2 separate regions of the Sus scrofa genome follow, and region 2 is linked to region 1. Evidence: chromatin contacts called from public promoter capture Hi-C data. All regions are on one chromosome and are shown on one strand. The core of a region is the stretch at or near the end of the contact, and the rest is flanking DNA. Distances in the headings are between cores, read along the strand shown.

The links. Promoter capture Hi-C pulls out the DNA fragments that hold promoters and counts their contacts.
Region 2: a promoter capture Hi-C map of fetal liver shows a contact between it and region 1, with 1.9 times the contacts expected there. The contact joins the promoter of SMTN here to the promoter of PES1 in region 1. A contact is called at or near these places in 1 of 5 promoter capture datasets (fetal liver) and 1 of 2 datasets of contacts at active chromatin or transcription factors (alveolar macrophages).

The regions. Positions count from the first base shown.
Region 1 is chr14:47,493,791-47,498,110 of Sscrofa11.1, reverse strand. It overlaps PES1 (pescadillo ribosomal biogenesis factor 1), which reads left to right and starts at 2,128. Exons shown (of 16, transcript NM_001244432.1): 1 at 2,128-2,216. The coding sequence starts at 2,193. TCN2 (transcobalamin 2) reads right to left here and starts at 1,866. Exons shown (of 11, transcript NM_001244436.1): 1 at 1,711-1,866.
Region 2 is chr14:47,877,697-47,881,958 of Sscrofa11.1, reverse strand. It overlaps SMTN (smoothelin), which reads right to left and starts at 2,642. Exons shown (of 23, transcript NM_001244360.1): 1 at 2,505-2,642; 2 at 625-755. The coding sequence starts at 675.

The sequences.
Region 1 (4,320 bases), core at 879-3,378:
AGTGACATGTGATTTCAACATTGGGCTCTGCAACGAGGCTGCCTAGTGAAAGTCCATTTTCCACTACTTAGCAGCTGAGTGACCTTGGGATGAGTCCCTTCCCTTCCCAGAACCTCAGTTTCCTCATCTGTAAAATCTAGTACCTATTTTGAACTCCAGACCCAATGTACAATTTCTTTTCTAGACACCTCCATCTGTGTCTTTCCACTGACCCCCCCTCGAAATCAATGTGAGCAAAACAGGCCCTTCCTGTGTAGACCAGCTACATGATTTGCAAGTGCAGGGTGCCTTGTTAAAATATTGTTAAGAATCAGCGTTGGCTCAAGCACAGGGCCATGGCCACTGCCAGGATCACACACCCATGACAGTGGCCTTGCTCCTGTGTTCCTTTGATTAACGAGCCACTACTGTCCTCTCAGGTCCATCCTTCTCCTCCTACACAGTCACACCCTACATGCTCCCAAATGCCCCAAACTTTTGCCTCTGGCCTGGACAGTCTCTTTCTCCTTTCTCTTTGCCAGCCCCATTCCTTTTGTTCTCAGAGCCTTTCTGAAACACACCTTAGTCTTTTGCTGTGAGAACCACATGACCCTGCTTTTCCTCACACCGCTCTGTCAAGTTCCTTCAAAGTCTTTGCTAGCTCACCTTCCCCTACCCATTTTTCATTATATTTCATTTTTCGTTGTTTGTAGAGGCACTAGGCTTTTTTTCTTTTCTTTTTTTTTTTTTTTTTGGCCACCCTATGGTTTGTGGAGTTCCCGGCCAGGGATCAGTGATCCAAGCTGCAGTTGAGACCTATGCTGCAACTGCAGCGACTCGGAAGCCTCAACCCACCATGACGGGCTGGGGATCAAACCTGCATCCCAGCCTCCCAATGCGCCAGAGGGAACTCTGAATCATTAAGTTTTTATTTTAGCTATCATGGAAAGTACATAATAAAACACACATTTTTCAAAACAAGTATTGGTCAGTGCTTGATATCTGTATTTACCTCTAAAGGGTGAGTTAATGACCATGACTTTAGGTCAGGTCACATTCACAAGGGCCTCAAATTTTAATTTTTTTATTTTTTGCATTTTAGGGCTGTATGTGCTGCATATGGAAGTTCCCCAGCTGGGGAAAGAATCGAGCCACATCTGCCCGCCTACACCACAGCCACAGCAATGCAGGATCCGAGCCGGGTCTGCGACCTACACCACAGCATGACGCAACGCTGGATCCCTGACCCACTGAGCGAGTCCAGGATCGAAACCGCATCCTCATGGATACTACTAGGATTCGTTTCCGCTGCGCCACAATGGGAACTCTTCAAATTTAAAATTTTGAGGCAATCTCCAAATGGAGTTTAGCGGCCTGAAGGAAGAAAACATCTAACTTTGCAAATTTCATCTACTCCCCAGACCACATCACACTCGTGTGAATATTTGTATAAATCTTGTAATTACCCTTTAAAGAACACAATACGGAATTTGTATATACATATTAAAAACTAAAACATGTTAAATGTACATTTAAAATATAGCACCAGTTCCAACTGTGCTTTCGTCATTTTTCAACTCTCTCCTAAGGCTCAGAAAGTTTAAGTGGCCTCTTGGGTCTCTCTACCTCTGAGAGGAAAAAGTTTGCTTTTGCTTTATTTACACCGATAATAGCGAACTAACCAAAGGAAAAACCAATGGCCACAGGAGAAGCGAAAGTCGCTCCACTTACCTCCGAGGTGGCTTCTCAGGCAAGACAAGTTTCGACGCCTACTGTTACTATGACAACGCAATTCTTGCCGCTGCTCCCAGAAGAGAGACTCCCCTATGCATCCCAGAAGGCGCTGCGCTGCCTCTAGGCCTTCCGCCGCCTTCCATCCCAAAATGCAACGGGGCTGAAACGGCAAGCGTTCGTCATCAGGATGACTATAGAAATGCCTGAATATCCGCCTTCAATCAAACATTAAATATGTCTGTATTAGGCAATAAATGGGAAAGATCCAGAAGAGCGGTCTTAGTGATTTTTTTCATGGAGTTTAGTTGTAAATATAAAAGAGAAAAGTCCCTTTTTTCCCTAGACTTGCTCAGGCACTTCCTTGGGCAGCCCTCACAGGCAGGCGGCGTGGAGGGCCTCGGGGCCCTGTACCGCGCACATGCGGGAGGAAGTGGCGCTACCTGTCCGCTCGGCACTGGTAGACCTTTCAGCGTGGAGCCATGGGCGGCCTGGAGAAGAAGAAGGTGATGTGCGAGAAGCAGGGGTGGGGACACAGGGGTGACCCAGGAGGTAGGAGACGGGAGCGATATAGCCCGGGAACTGCGCCTTTCCCCGGCCTTGGCCCCTTGTGGGTGCAGAGGTGGCTGATCAACGCGGTAGAAGACAGCAGCCAGAAAGGGTCCGAGGATGGGCGAGGACAGCATTACTCGTTCGGTGAAATCCGGGAAAGAAGCCTGCAGTAGAGCTGTGAAAGAGAGCTGAGGTTACCAAGTAAAGATGCATCCCAGAGCAGGCCGAACCGGAGGACAACTGTTTACTGAAAAAGTGATGAACATAGCGCAGAGCTCATCACTATGTTGAGTTTATCATTTTAAAAACTTGTTACTCCCTTTTCTGTTGAATCAGGCCTTTTTCTGGACGTTGGGGATGAGGCATAACCAGATGTAGTCCCTACATTTCCCAAGCTCACTTTCTAGTAGGGAAGGTAGCCACTAAAGTAAATAACCAAAGAAAACGGTCACAAACAAGCCTGACAGAGGAAACTAAGTGCCAAGGCCCTTAGGTAGAAAAGGCTTGCCGTGTGTACCGAATGGGAGGGATATCAGGACAGTTGGGGTATAGTAAACCAAGGGAAGAATGGCATCTAATGTAGTTGGGGTTGGACAGAAACCGTGTTATTCACAGTGAAGAGATTGGATTTTATTTGCTGTGCAGTAAGAATCAACTAAAAGGGGAATGACATCGATTTTTCAAAGAATTGTTTTTGTTGCTGTATGGAAAATCACATTGGTGGCATGGAGAGGAGGGGATGAGGATGGGGATGATGTTTCTTCATCTTGAAAGTTTCCAATGCTGATTTGTTTTTAACCCAGCACTCATTATGTGCTAGCCATTGGAACTACAAAAATATGAGGGAGAAAATCTCATCTTGAGAAACAGTTGCAAATATGTAAACAAATCATGGCAGTTTTTAAAGTGGGGATTTCACAACCATTTTGACATTTTGAGCCACATAACTTAGTTGTGTTGTTGTGGGGAGGGTTGTCTAGTGTGTTGTAGGATGTTCAGCAGCATTCCTGACCGTTCATCCACTAGGTGCCAGTAGTACCCAACAACACCAAATACTGAATCCACCCCCAATACACCCAGAGAGTAAAGTCACCCCAGTTAACTTTGAGTATTCTCTTTTTTTTTTTTGTCTTTTTAGGGCCACACCTGTGGCATATGGAGGTTCCCAGGCTAGGGGTCTAATTGGAGCTACAGCTGCCACCTATACCACAGGCATAGCAATGTGGCATCTGAGCTGTGTCTGTGACCTGCACCACAGCTCACAGCAACACTGGATCTGTAACCCACTGAGCAAGGCCAGGGATCGAACTCACAACCTCATGGTTACTAGTTGGATTTGTTAACCACTGAGCTATGATGGGAACTCCTTGAGTGTCCTCTTAATGTTTGAAAGGGTAAGAATGGTGACAGTGTGGCATAGGGTAATGGAAAACAGTTTTAACAAAAGCAACTTCCCTAAAACAGTCTGAAACTCATCTTTGTATTGCCCTGGGACTTGGCATGGGCCTGATCCCCAATAAACAATTGATAACTTTATTAATAATAAAATGCATGCGGGGTGTGTTTGGTGACTCTGGGGTTATTCGTAAACGTACCCCTCAGGAGGCTACGGGTTTATCCCTTTAGAGCTGGACCTGGCCATCAAGGCCTATGATCTCTTAGTCCAGAGGAAGAGCTTATTTGGAAAAGATGTTCTTGCTTTGCATTGCAGGGCACCTGGCCCAGTGCACTGTTGCTCTGTCAGGGCTACAGGGATGTGAGTATAAGGCAGCATCTCAGCATTACAGACAACCACATGGTTGCATCATGCTTCTTGGGGGCAGGTAGAAGATAGACCATTTGACTTTATTACCCACATACCTCTAGCTAAATGCTTGGAACATAGTAGAGGTTTTTTGGGGTTTTGTTTGTTGATTTTTTTGTTTTTGTTTTTTTTTTTCCTTTTCTAGGGCTGCTCCCGCAGCATATGGAGGTTCCCAGGCTAGGGTCCAATCGGAGCTATAGCCGCCGGCCTATGCCACAGGCACAGCAACGCAGGATCCGAGCCGCGTCTGCAAC
Region 2 (4,262 bases), core at 1,393-3,892, 380 kb before region 1:
GACAGATTAGAAGTCACAGAGTTCATAAGGGCCCCCCAAACCAGTCTCTGTGGGATCTTCTGGCCCTGACTTATCCAGTCTCTTGGTCCCCCGTGACCCCATTTGTTTGGATCCTGGCACACCCTTTTCCTAGCTGGGTGCCCCAGATGATTTCACCTCTCTGAGCCACAGTGTCCTCCTGACTCTTGGAGCTGCTGTGACCATTCTGTGAGATGGTGTGCTTAGTGCCCAGCCAGCTCCCTACTGTGCCCTGGCTTATTAATCATTGCTGCTACTGTTATCAGTGGGTCAGCCTCCAGGGGTGGGTACTGCCCAGACTATTGCATGGGAGAAGCAAATCCAGCCTCCTCACACCTGTAACTGCACATGGGTGAGTCCTCACCAGTTACTATTTAAACAGGTGGTGGCAGTGGGGGGCTGGGAGGGACAAGGCCTCAGCACCTGGCATGGACAGGCACATGCCATCAGGGCCCCTGCATCAGCCATGCGGAACATGTTCCCCTGAGCCCTCCTCCTGCCCCTTCCCCCATCACCTCCTCCTGTCAGCTGAGAGGTATCCTGGACAGGCCCTGTCTCTCTGGCCTGGCTTGCCTGTCCTCATATAGGGATGATGGGACGACTTACCAGCTTCCGCAGGGCTCCCTCATCCAGCCCAGCTAAGGTTTCGTCCGCCATCTTGGTGGCCCCTAGCTCCGTCCGTCCTCTCCTGGTGAGTTCCCCAGTGCTTGTGGCACCTGACACCAGCTCAGGGAATTCTGCAGGGGACAGACATGAATCAGGCCTGCTGGGGCCTCTAGAAACTACAGGGACTTGGGCTCTGTGCCTCAGTTTCTCCCTCTAACCCCTGATCATCCATTAGTGTCCAATCCTTGTTATCTGTGATGTGGCGCCTGGTGGGTGGTGCCCTCTGCCCTAAGGTAATGTGCTGAAAACTCAACATACCAAGAGTAAGGATCTCTGGTTCCGGCCCAGCCAACTCCACTGCTAGCCTGCTGTGTGGCCTTAAGCTTGGCCCTTGCCATGTCTAAACATCAAAGAGGGAGGGTAGGGACCTGGATTGTGAAGCCAGGGCCCAACAAGGACTACCCAAGCTGTCCTTATCACCAGGGGGGTGCCTGCCAGTCTCCACAGCTTCCTACCCCAGCCACCCATCCCCAGGGCCTGCTCAGCCTCTACTCACCTCAAAAGCTCTGCCTCTGGCTATAGGCTAAGCCTTTCTGAGCCCTTGCAGCCTTTGCCACTCTCATTCCCTCTGGTAACTTAAGCCATTGGTGGTAACACTCAGTCTTCCAATTCTTGAGGACGGCCCTCTGTGCACATCCCCTTCCACTCCTCCCCTTCCTGCCCTCCTCCTGATGCCAACTGCCCTGACCTCATGAAGCCAGGTGTCCAGGAACCTAGCTCCTGCCAGTTCACACACTTAGGATTCAGTTCCCCGGCTGGAAGAGCCTTCAGAAACTGATCCGTCCAGCTCCTGGATGAGGCAAACAGGACTGGAGAGGGCCAGAGAATTGTCATGGGGGAAGGAGGATCCCAAAAACCCAGAGGAGAGGGAATGGATTTAATCTTGGTCACCTCTAGCTTCTGAAGTCCTCTTCCAAAGTACCTTCAGGGGCTCCGGACACTCCCTTTTGCCCTACCACTGCCTATCAAAACGGCCCCCTAAATCCTGGCCCACCCTCCCACTGCAGCACTTTCCTTCCTCCCGCAGCGCTAATGTCTTTCTGGAATTTGAGAGCTCATAGCCTGACACACATGGTAGGTGCTCAGTTAATGTATGGTGACTGAAATGGCCCCAGGATTGCCCCTGTTCCTGTTGATTCATCCCTCAGTCATCTCTTCCCCCTCCCCAGAACAGTCACAGTCACTGGTCGAGTCACTTCATCCGGTGAACGGGTTTGGGGGGTCCTGGTACACACAGTTGGGGTTCATCAGACCCTACCTGTTCAAGTCACTGCTTGCTTTTCCCATCCCTGTGGGCTAGGACAGGTGGCAGCCTCCCTCTGCTGGGGTCCTTAACTCTTCTCTACCTACTCTGGTGTAAACTCCCAAGAGCGTCACTCTGCAATCACCTGGCTTAGGTTCTGTGGACACTTTGAGTTCCCTTAAGTCTTCTGAGGGGCAGGGGTCCCTAATGCATAATCTAGGACTCCCAAGGAAGTCCCTTCCTCGCCAGGGATTCCTGTCGCTGTTCCTTTCCAGTTCCAGGGCTCCCTGTCCCAGTATGGGGTTCCCGAAGATTGTGAGGAGACTTGGGGGAATGTGGGCGCTTCCCCAGGGTTTCTGGCCCCAAGACTTGCACCCCTCGGGGTCGTGGAGCCTTCTGGTGGCCCATGGACGTCCTTCCCCGCGGTCTCAGAACCTTATTCCATGGCTTAGAGACCCCGTGTGTAAGCGGGGTCTCCCAGGTCTGGGAGTCCCAGAACCCCGGGAATCCACATATCCAGGTTCCACCCCCGGACCTGGCGGGGGTCTTGGTCCTGCCCGAAGGTCCGTACACTCACCTCTCAGCCCGGCCCGCCCGTCCGGCGCGGGCTCAGGTTAGGTCTTTTGGTATCCAACAGATGGACTAGGAGCGGTCAGGCGGAAGGCGCCGCGACCGGGATCCCAGACCCGCTCAGCAACCGTCCCTGGGATTCTGCAAGCGCCGCCCGTCCAGCCGCGCCAGCAGCCCTGCCGGCCCCGCCCCGCGCCGCAGCGCTAGCCAATCATCGGGAGGGTCCCGCCCACCCTCTTGCCCCATTGGAAAGATTCAATTTTGACGGTCACGCCCCTAGTGAGGGCCCGCCCCTCGAGGGCCTGAGTTATAGAGGATTGCTGTCTTGGGGACACTGCTAGCGCGGTTTTGGCGGGTCCGGTGGGCGTCGGCAGGAGGACGCAGCTTTGAACCAAAGTCGGGGAGGGCACCCAAAGCCGGGTTAAGTGGTCTGGGATCGTACTATTTGCGGAGCCTTCAGGACAGCCTCTCTCCGCCCTCCTCTTTGTTCGTGAGACCCCGTCCACTCCCTTGACTCCGCCTCCTCCTCGCGTCAGTGCAGGGCTTGGCCGCAGTCCCTAGACTGTTTTCTTTTGGAACACCTGGTCGGGACCCTCTCAGATCAGGGACTTGACCCTTCTTTGGAGCACCTCAGGGACCACCTCAAGTGGAGCAGGATCAACCACACAACACCCCTTCCCCAGACCATACAATATGAGCAGACATTGACCTCAACTACATTGCTGCTTCTCCCCTCCAAGACCCTTGGGGTTGGCCCCTTGCCTCGCTGGAGTTTTACATAGGTAATATTGAGTCCAGAATCTCATTCAACAAATGGAGGAAATTGAGGCCGAGAGAGCAGCATGCCAAAGACAGCACAAGCAGTCAGCCAGGGGACCCAAGAGCTCAGATCCACTGGGGAAACCACTTCATTCTCCGTGCTAGAGGTCAGGGCACGTCCCACAGGTGTCCATGGAAACCAAAGGGAGTTGGAACCTGGGAGTCCTGTCTATCAAATAATAACAGTAATAGTATCAACTAATTTATTTCATACTTGCCATGTTCCAGGTGTGTACACACACATATATGGATTATCAACTGTCCCGTTTAACAGTTAAGGACAACAACTAATAGGTTGTGGAACTGTGACTTATACCAGCACCTTTCATTTTAGAATCTGTGCTTTTAACCTTTATGATGTGGGATTGTGGAGGAAGTCGTTTCAGGATGTTGCCCCAGCAGAGCCCCTCAACCCTGTGTCCAGATTCTCTGTGATCACTCACCACCTCACCTCACCACCATCCAGGGGGAGGGCCAGTATCCACCCTGAGACTCTTTTAAGGGTGATATCTTATTTCATCCCTGCGTCCTGGAGGTAGTCCTGTTTTACACATGAGAAAACCATGGTGAAGCAAGGGAAGAGACTTCTTAAGGTCACACAGGAGGAAGAGCAAACAGAGCCCAATTTAGGAGCTGTAGTTCAAGGTCCCCTTCCTCTGGGCAGACCCCATCTGGGCCCTCTCTACTTGACCTAGATACCATCCTATTCTCCAGAAGGAGAGTCAGTGCCTTCCAAAGCCAGCTTGGTCCTGTTCAAACCTAGCGGGCCATCTGAATGGCCCCTTGGGGCTGGGCACACTTAGGCCACCTGAGTGGCAGCTGATGGCTCCAATGAATGGCCTGCTTTGGCTAGCTCTGCACTCCCTCCCACCCCCATACAGCTGGAGGGGAACTGCGCAGGACTCTGCTTGGGACTAGCACATACTGGTTCTTGGTGGTACTGAAG